Linked DNA regions of Gossypium hirsutum: region 2 is linked to region 1. A link is a contact called in public Hi-C data. All regions are on one chromosome and are shown on one strand. The core of a region is the stretch at or near the end of the contact, and the rest is flanking DNA. Distances in the headings are between cores, read along the strand shown. Region 1 has its middle 43 kb from the start of LOC107915118. Region 2 holds the start of LOC107915116 (methylenetetrahydrofolate reductase 2).

Evidence for each region. A called contact is a pair of places that touch in the nucleus more often than the background predicts.
Region 2: a Hi-C map of anther shows a contact between it and region 1, with 4 times the contacts expected there. The contact joins the promoter of LOC107915116 here to the enhancer-like site in region 1. A contact is called at or near these places in 19 of 34 Hi-C or Micro-C datasets (anther, callus, fibers and 4 more).

The regions. Positions count from the first base shown.
Region 1 is chrA10:71,967,738-71,972,019 of Gossypium_hirsutum_v2.1, forward strand. No RefSeq gene overlaps it. Among protein-coding and RNA genes, the nearest start is that of LOC107915118, 43 kb to the right of the region's middle. Within about 2 kb of position 1,999, at least 1 of the 9 cell types and tissues checked has an H3K27ac peak or open chromatin away from gene starts, as enhancers often do. A contact at or near this core is called in hypocotyl, where this site is marked.
Region 2 is chrA10:72,044,369-72,048,887 of Gossypium_hirsutum_v2.1, forward strand. It overlaps LOC107915116 (methylenetetrahydrofolate reductase 2), which reads right to left and starts at 1,921. Exons shown (of 12, transcript XM_016844257.2): 1 at 1,673-1,921; 2 at 823-1,264; 3 at 686-746; 4 at 523-605; 5 at 253-426. The coding sequence starts at 1,221. It also overlaps the pseudogene LOC107915114.

The sequences.
Region 1 (4,282 bases), core at 749-3,248:
TCTTGACTGCTCAATAAGCTTCTCATTTCTTTTATTTGCTTGCTTCTGTTTATCAATTTGTTCTTGGATAAAATTTTATTACTCTTCGTATCTCTTCTTCTAGGAGGATATTTGTTCCTTCATAACTCTTATTCTCTTTTGCATGTCCAAATATTGTTGATTATTGGACTAGTGATGTTGGGATCCCTGATCAGTAGGTGATGTTCCGGCATGGTGTTGATTTTGTAGGTTAAATTATCATGGGGGTAGTGGTAAAATTATTTGTATAGGTTTTTTTGGTATTGATTTTGTTGATTTGAGGGTTTGTGTTTTGGTTGTCATGTATGGGGTTTGGGTTTTGAGTTGTTCTGGTTTGATCTATATTTCCTCTTGTGTTACGACTAGTGGGGTCTATAACTTGGTCGTGGGTGGGATCAAACTCGATGCTGAGAGGATCCCTAACACTTGGGTTCGACATGTTTGTCCACACTCACCACACCAATTGCTAATTAGTGAGGTAAAAAAATTTGGAAGATGGTGGCTGAACGGGGAAGGTAGTGTGAAGATTAGGAAAGAGGTTAGTTAGTGGAAGAGTTTGGGAATTGAAGGAGTGAGTACGTAGTGTATAAGTTGTTGCATGGACCTTTTATAGTGGGGAACAAACTTAGCTACATGTTCTGAGGTCACTGATATGGAAGTTTGATTTGATACTCCTAGTAGTGACGTTGATGCTAAGTCCTAGGATGATGTTTTAGGACGACTGCCAATCAATTACTCTAAATCTCCACGTAGTCCTTATATAATCTTAGCGGAGATGCCCAGCTCCCAAGTTCGTCAAGCTGAGGTTCACAAACTAACTCAAGACCCACCATGTCTAGTTCCATTGAGAAACACATGTCGAGTTCTCTATAAGTACGTTGTCAGATTCGCAAGATATATTATGAGGTATACATAGTTCTCTACATAAGATATAACAATCCTTCAACTTTAAGATATAAAACTTTTATATTATTATTATTATTTTATTTCTTTTCGCTTATCATTTTCATGAAGCTTAATTTTTCAAAAAAGAAATTGGAAGTCTGGAATCAAGATCAAATGTTTGTTTAAACAAATCTCTTTTCTACGTGAATAATGATTTTTCAAGTGTACTTCTTTGAAGCCAAATGATTCCCAAAGTTCCAAGAGCTATTCCTCAACTTTAGTGAAAGCTGGTCCATAGTTTAATGAGCACCAAAAGGAAAAAAAAAAATTCAATGCGACCTCTAATTGGATATGATCTAACATTCTTATCCATTTGAAGAAGTGTCGTCACTCGGGATAAATCTTTGATTAAGAAATGATTGCGTTTTTAAAGAAGATTATACCCTTAAAGTAAGGGTTAGAACACAACCAATTTTTAAAAAATTATTATGTACTTTTTTATTTTTAATATTTTACTATATACTTATTGCTCACTTCTCACTTCTTTTCAAAAAATTTATTGACAATGTATCAAATATTTTCTCTTAAATTAAATATTATTACATTTAATATTTATTTGTCATCAAATTTATTTAATATTTAATTGAATCAATTAATTTTTGTTATTAATTAAAAATCTCATAGGCTTTATCTCCATAGTCATTGTATCTTGATACAAGAATGTTAAAACTATTGCTTGACTTTCAATTATAGCTTTAGTCACTCATTTTATAGTAAAAATTTTGAATTTCATCATTAATATTATTGTAATGATTTTTTAATCATGATATTTTATTAATGGACAAAAACACTAATTTTATAAATTTAATACCCAAATTGTTGTACACCCTCAGAACTATTTACAGTAACCGAATCATCAACAAGAGAATGTGAATACAGAAACTTAAATTTGAATTTAAAAATCGAATAAATTTGATGTATATGCAATTCTGTTATATTTGTCCCAAATGGAGAATTTTAAGAGTAATGTGTTATCACATTATTATTAAGAAAATAAAGGAAGAATGGGTTTTTGGCATCATTGTGCATAATGTTTCCCATGTGATAAAGAGACATGATAGGGGGGAAGGCCGGAAGGAATATTTAAGCTACCCTTCCCTTATTGTAAGGACACCTACTTTTAATCATTTCAAATTTATAAAATCTCTTTTATTTTTCACAAAATTATTCCATGTCAGCTTAGAAAAATAATTGTATTTAAAGAAGAAAAAGATATTTGTGTATTTATATCGTGTGTTGTATTTAAGGTATTCTGATATAACATCACATTAGATAAATCACATACATTTTACATATATTATTAATCATTATACAATAATGATAAAAAGTATTTTAACTCTGCATATAATTTTCTGCTTCCATTTTTTTTCAAATAAATATAATAAAAATATATGAAAATAATTATAATTATTCTTTTAATAACCTAATATTTCTTTGGGTAACAAGTTGTTAATACAAGAATAATTATAATTATTTTCATATATTTTTATTATATTTACAATTTTATTTTTTTCTATGGTCTTTTGAAATATTATCTCTACAAGAAAAATACATAGAATGACTTTTAATTTCAAAATAAAATTAATATGTAATTTATGTGTACTGGTTTGTGGAGATTTAAACAATTAAGATTTAAGAATCCATCATATGTTCATCTTTCAAACATTGTATTAAATATAATTTTTCATATTTTATAAATACTTTAATTACTTTTATTATTAAAATATTTTAATTATCTTTAAAATAACTATTTACATGAATTATATAAAATAAAAACGATATGCAATATTAAAAAATAATAAAAAATAAAAATATGGACCTATATATTAAGAAAGTAATATTCCCAGCTCATAAAAGGCATGATCGGGACGAGTGACCACCGACACTGCAAGTTTCTTGCATTGTAGGAAAAATGGTAATCAGCTTTTACTATACATTGAATAAAGACAAATGTAATTAATTTTAGTAAACAAATGTATAAGATGAAATGGATGTCGGAAAATGAACAAATCTTTAGATAAGTTTTGTCTGTGTTTACATTATATACAATTGGTGTTCCTTAAGAGTATTTTAAAACAAATGTCGAAAATAAAACCCAAACCTTAAAGTCTTTGTCGGTAACACACATTTAAATCATCAAAAAGCATGTAAATAAAACATTTGTAATTATAAATGATTTAGTTTCATTTTGAGAAAAGTTCTAATTTTATATCAATTCATATTGAATATTAGAATTTTAATTTAATTAAACTTAAATTGTGTTTGTTAAGTCAAATTCAAACTTAACCTTTTTTTTTAATAATATAACAAAATAAAATTAGGTTTCACAATTCTTTTTAATATTGAGTGACCATAATTATTCAACGAATTTATTATATGAAATGTTAAAGATGAAATAGTACAAATTATTATATGATGTTTTAGATTTAATACTCATTATTTTTACTTATATGTATATAATTTTTTAAATTTATCAAAAATTTAAAAAAAATATATTCTCAAAATAATATTTATTATTTTATAAAATTAAAAAATATTTGGTAATTTTCTAACTGAGTTGGAATTCAATTAATGAGTAGCACCAACTCAATTAGCCTATTAAAATATAGTATAGATATGTTTTTTATATTAATATTGTGTCTTTTGAAATCAATAATAGAATAGGGTTAACACTTGTTTATCATTATTACCATTTATCTACAATGTATCTGTTTTTGGTAAATAGAATAGGAAACCTTACAATAAGCTAGAAAACGTCAAAAGGAGAAGCTACATATAACTATAAACCTTTCTCCCTGCCAAACGCCAACTTAGCGATACAATCAACTTCAACATTTTCTTCTCTAGGGACATATTCAATTGATCGGTTCTTTTCATTTTGCAAGAAGTGAGTTATACATTTGATTATTGCTGAATTTGACCACTTCGACAAAGATTCTTGATAGCCCTAATAACTTCCATGTTGTTTGTTTGCACCAATACTTTATCGTGTTGTCTTTTTTGCACAAACGTCACACATCGAGAATACCCCACAATTCAACTTCGAATATAAAACATTTCCCTAATCTGCGATTAAACCCAAGGATCCATTTCCCATTATGATCTCTCAAAACTTCTCCTGCAACACCGCATCCTATGTTAATCTTAATAGCTCTGTCAGATCTTGTATGAATCCAACTTTATGTTTCCACCATCTCCACCCTCAATATTTGCCCTACAAAACCTCCTCTCTTACAAATAGAAATATATTGTTTACGCACCTTTGACAATTTCCTCTGAACTCCACACACACTCTAAAAGATACATATATTTATATTCT
Region 2 (4,519 bases), core at 671-3,170, 77 kb after region 1:
TGGCCACTCTTTATAAGCGGATGTAATAATTAGTTGCCAAGAAAAAACAAGCAAAGAGTGCATTGCAATGACGTGGGATGCCCTTCCAAATTAGAGGCCTTCAGAACCTTGTATCTTTTAGCCTTTTGAGAAGAATGATGCTGCTTTCATTTCCTTCATGCAAAAACATCCCACTAGTACATGCACCATTTGAATAAATTTTACCAAATTGATACTATTTAATGCTCAAAAATATCATGTTATACCGCATACCTTAGTTTTGCAAAAGCCAGTCATTCGCAAGAAACCCTTGTAGTTATTAATGGGCATAATACCCGGCACGATAGGACAATTAATTCCAATTTGGCGACAGTCATTGACAAATTTGAGAAAGATATCGGTATCATAAAACAGTTGAGTAACAATCAGATCAGCTCCTGCATCAACCTATGTAGTAAAGAAGATTTTAGCATGAAAATTAACCAATATAAATTAGAATTAAGACAATATTTTCAAATCAAGCAATGAGTTAAAGAGTAAAACCTTTCTCTTTAAGTAGGCAAGTTCATTCTGATAAGCTTCAGGTGTGGCTACACCGTCATTTCCTATGGCATCGGGATGTGCCTCTGAGCAAAGAAAGCAAACTATTAATCAAAAGCCACATGAACAAGCCTCTTATATATGTATATATGTCTATGAAAAGCACCTGGATAACCGGCAACTGTGATGCCAAAGTAGTCACCATATTTAGATCTGATATGTTTCACCTAGAATAGGAATTAAAAGTTAGTAACATATGTACATTAAGAAATAAAAACAGGGCAGAATGAGCAATGGCTTTACCAGATCAAGGGCACAGGAGAAGCCGCCTTCGACCTGGACAAACTTATCCTGGCCGTGAGGGGGATCACCTCGGAGGGCGAGAACATTCTGAATACCGTTGGACTTGATGGTCTGAAGAGCATGGTCAATCTTCTCTACGGGCATATTGGTGCAAGTGAGGTGCATCATCGTCTCCACACAGATGATATTCTGCATCTTGTTAGCAATGTCGAGGGTGAGATCAGCAGTGGAACCACCTGCACCCCATGTAATGTCACAGAAGGACGGGTTATGAGCAACCATACGATCCATTCTCTCGAATAGGTTGTCTACTCCATCCTCAGTCTTTGGAGGGAAGAACTCAAAGGAAAACACCACTTTCCCTTCTTGCAAAGATTGGATCTTCTCTATCACCTTCATCTTTAATTGGATCTTGAACTCTCGGTGTCACCAACACCAACTTCTGCAAGAATTCAATATGAAACTGAGGTGTTTGGAGAGATAAAACAAGAAAAGAACAACAGGAAGTCGCAACAAAACAAACCCAAGACCGAATCTGAATCTAAAAGAATAACCGATGGTTCAGAGCAAAAACGATCAATTTGAACATCATAGAAGAAGATAAAAATGGGCAATCTTGAAATCAATCCTTTCTAAGTAAATCGTATAGGATAAAGCATGAATGATAAACTAAAAGTCATAGATCAGATGAGCTAAAATTTAAGCGGCTACTGTTAAGAAATACATTGTGAAGAATCAACAAGGCACTAAACAAAGACTGAAAGTCCAAATCTAACATTTGTAGTAGTACATTGTCCCAAATTCATGGAAACACAAAAATATCCCAGAAAAATAGGAAAAAGAGACTCACAAATGGGTTTGTGGTTGGTTAAGAGAGAGATGGGAGGTGGAGGCATTGCAATGGGAGTATTTGTATTTGAGAGAGGAAGGGAACGGATGGGGGTTGGTGTCTTTTGAAATGACGTTGTTGCCCACTCAACAACCCAATGGCCTTATCCCACTCTCAATTCAGTATTTACCCATTAAAGGTCAATACCATACGGTTTAATTCTTATGCCCCTGCCCTTTTGCACTTTTTTTTAATTTAGCAAAACCAATCTCTTTAATTTGAAAATATATAATCAATTCAGATTTAACTAAAGTGTTATCAAGTCAACTTTGATTTCTAAATGGGAGATTAAATTTTTTAAATTTAAAAAAGTAGAGGGAGTGAGAGGAAATTAGACCATAAGATACAAATACGGTTGTCGTATATATTGCTTACCAACCACAAACAGCGATGCCGACATGTTGGTGGCGTCAGCTTGAAATGAATCACAAAATTGGCGGTTGTATTTTCCTTTTCTTACCAAAACTCACTATTATTTTATTGTTTTAGTTTCATCCCTCTTTTTAGTTCGTACACTGAATCAGCTTTTGACCTTTTTCCTTACTCTTTTTATGGCCGATTTTAATAAAAATAAATACCATTTTTAAGAAAATAGATTGATTTTGTGGAGAGAACTGAAACGTATTTTGTAGAATGCATTTTTAACTTTTTAACACATCACTTCTTTTGGTGATTTTGTTTTTAATATTTTCTTCCTCAAGCTTTTTTTTGGTTAAATAATTAATTAATAGTGATTTTAGATTTGATTCACATTTGTATTTTTTATTTTATATCGTTTTAAATTTTTTATTTAATATTTTTAATTAATATTATTTTCAAATTTTTATTTTAATTTATTTTTTAAATTAATATTTTTTTATTTATAAAATTAAATAATTATTACCAATTGTATAATAAAAGTATTTTTTTTATAAATTTGATATTTTATCAAAATGTTAAATATATTTTATTTTGTAAAAAACATCAACTAATTTTTTTGATATATTTTTTATACATATAATATTTATATATCAAAAATATTTGTTTCTTCCTCCTATAATGTGGGAAGGTTAATTTCTAATATTATAAAATAATTTTTTCAAACATCACTATGTTTATTTATGAAATATTTCAAATACAAATACAAAAATATATAATACTAAAATTTACTACACTCATGATATAGATTGAAAAAAAATATTACACATGAAAATTATATTTACTAAAAATATTTTGGCAATATTTAATTGATTTTATAAATAAAAAGTTATTAATTAAAAAAAACCTTGATAACTCAAGGAAAAAATCACAATTAATTAATCAACCTCTAACTAGAGAAAACTAGTTGCATAAGTTTTTAGCATATAATTCGAATATAAATAACTGTATCATCAAATCTACTAGCTCTAGGAACATGATTATGGAAAGATTTTGATGCGAGAACCTAGTAACCAGCATCCCTACCGAAACTATCACTACCACGGAAACCACCATTACCACCATAAGCTCGAGGGCCGCCACTAGGTCTTTCATTGGCATAACTTACTCGAATATTTGGCCATTGAGTTCCTGTAATTTCAGTACCACAAAATAATCAAATACCAGATTCACCAGAAACATGTTCCATATACCAATGTCTTTTTTCCCTCACCTGACCATCCATGGCTGACAAGGCATTGCTGGCAGATTCATCATCAGCAAAGTTTACAAAACCGAAACCCCTAGACCTCCCTGTGTCTCTATCGATGATAATCTTAGCTGACCAACATAAATCAGAGAATGAGAACGTGAATAGAAGCAGGCGTTATTAATCTGTAATAGATACCATCATTCATAAACGACATTAAAAAAACGCAGAGTTCACTGGCCAAATCATTAACCAAGTAGACAAGCAACCTGGTTATAGTTTTCAATTAAAACACAATACTACATGCTCACCAGCAGTCATCATTATTCAACTTCTGCCATGAGAAATCTCTAGAGATAAACTAGTAAGCATTTCGAGAATGGACAACACGTATGAATAGAGCCTAGACATGCCAAACTATGCGTTATGCATCCAAAACACACAATAAATGAACAACAGCAAACACCTAAGAAACACATTAAAATTCCTAGTCACACTTTGTGCGCTGTTACAAGTAACCCATGCCCGAGGGAAAAGATAGAACAAAAGAACCCCATTCATCTGCTTGACAAGAAAATGAAGCTACTATTTATATACTAGACTACAATAGTCAAACTTACAAAAAAACCAAAAACATAATATCATCAGCATTAGTGATACAACTCACCTTCTGTCACATCACCAAACCCCGAAAATGCTTCCTTGAGAGTTTGATCATCAGTTCCATATGAAAGGCCTAAGAAGCATAGATTCAAGTCAAATACACAATATAAATTATATCTGCATCAAATCTTCAGCCAAGAATCCAATGTGTCAATACCTCCAATAAAAAGCTTTTTGGTTGATGTGGACATGCAGCGAATAGAGCTAAGCATGGATGTAGCTGGGATTTGCCCATTTAACCTCAGAAGGCTTCCAAGTTTGCTAGAAAATGCCATAATATGTTACTGTATCATTTTTTTTTTCACAGCACCACCAACAAGAAGAACAAACATAAACATATGTCATGTTAGTAGCAAGAAAACCAAAACAACACATTGCAAATCCCAAAAACAAATCCTATTAGATTATAGCTGAATGGGTTTAACATGTAAATCAACCTCACAAATATATCCATAATATACCTACAAAGAACATACAAGATCAATGAAATTCAGCGAAACAGGATGAAGATACAATGCATACACACACAACCACACATA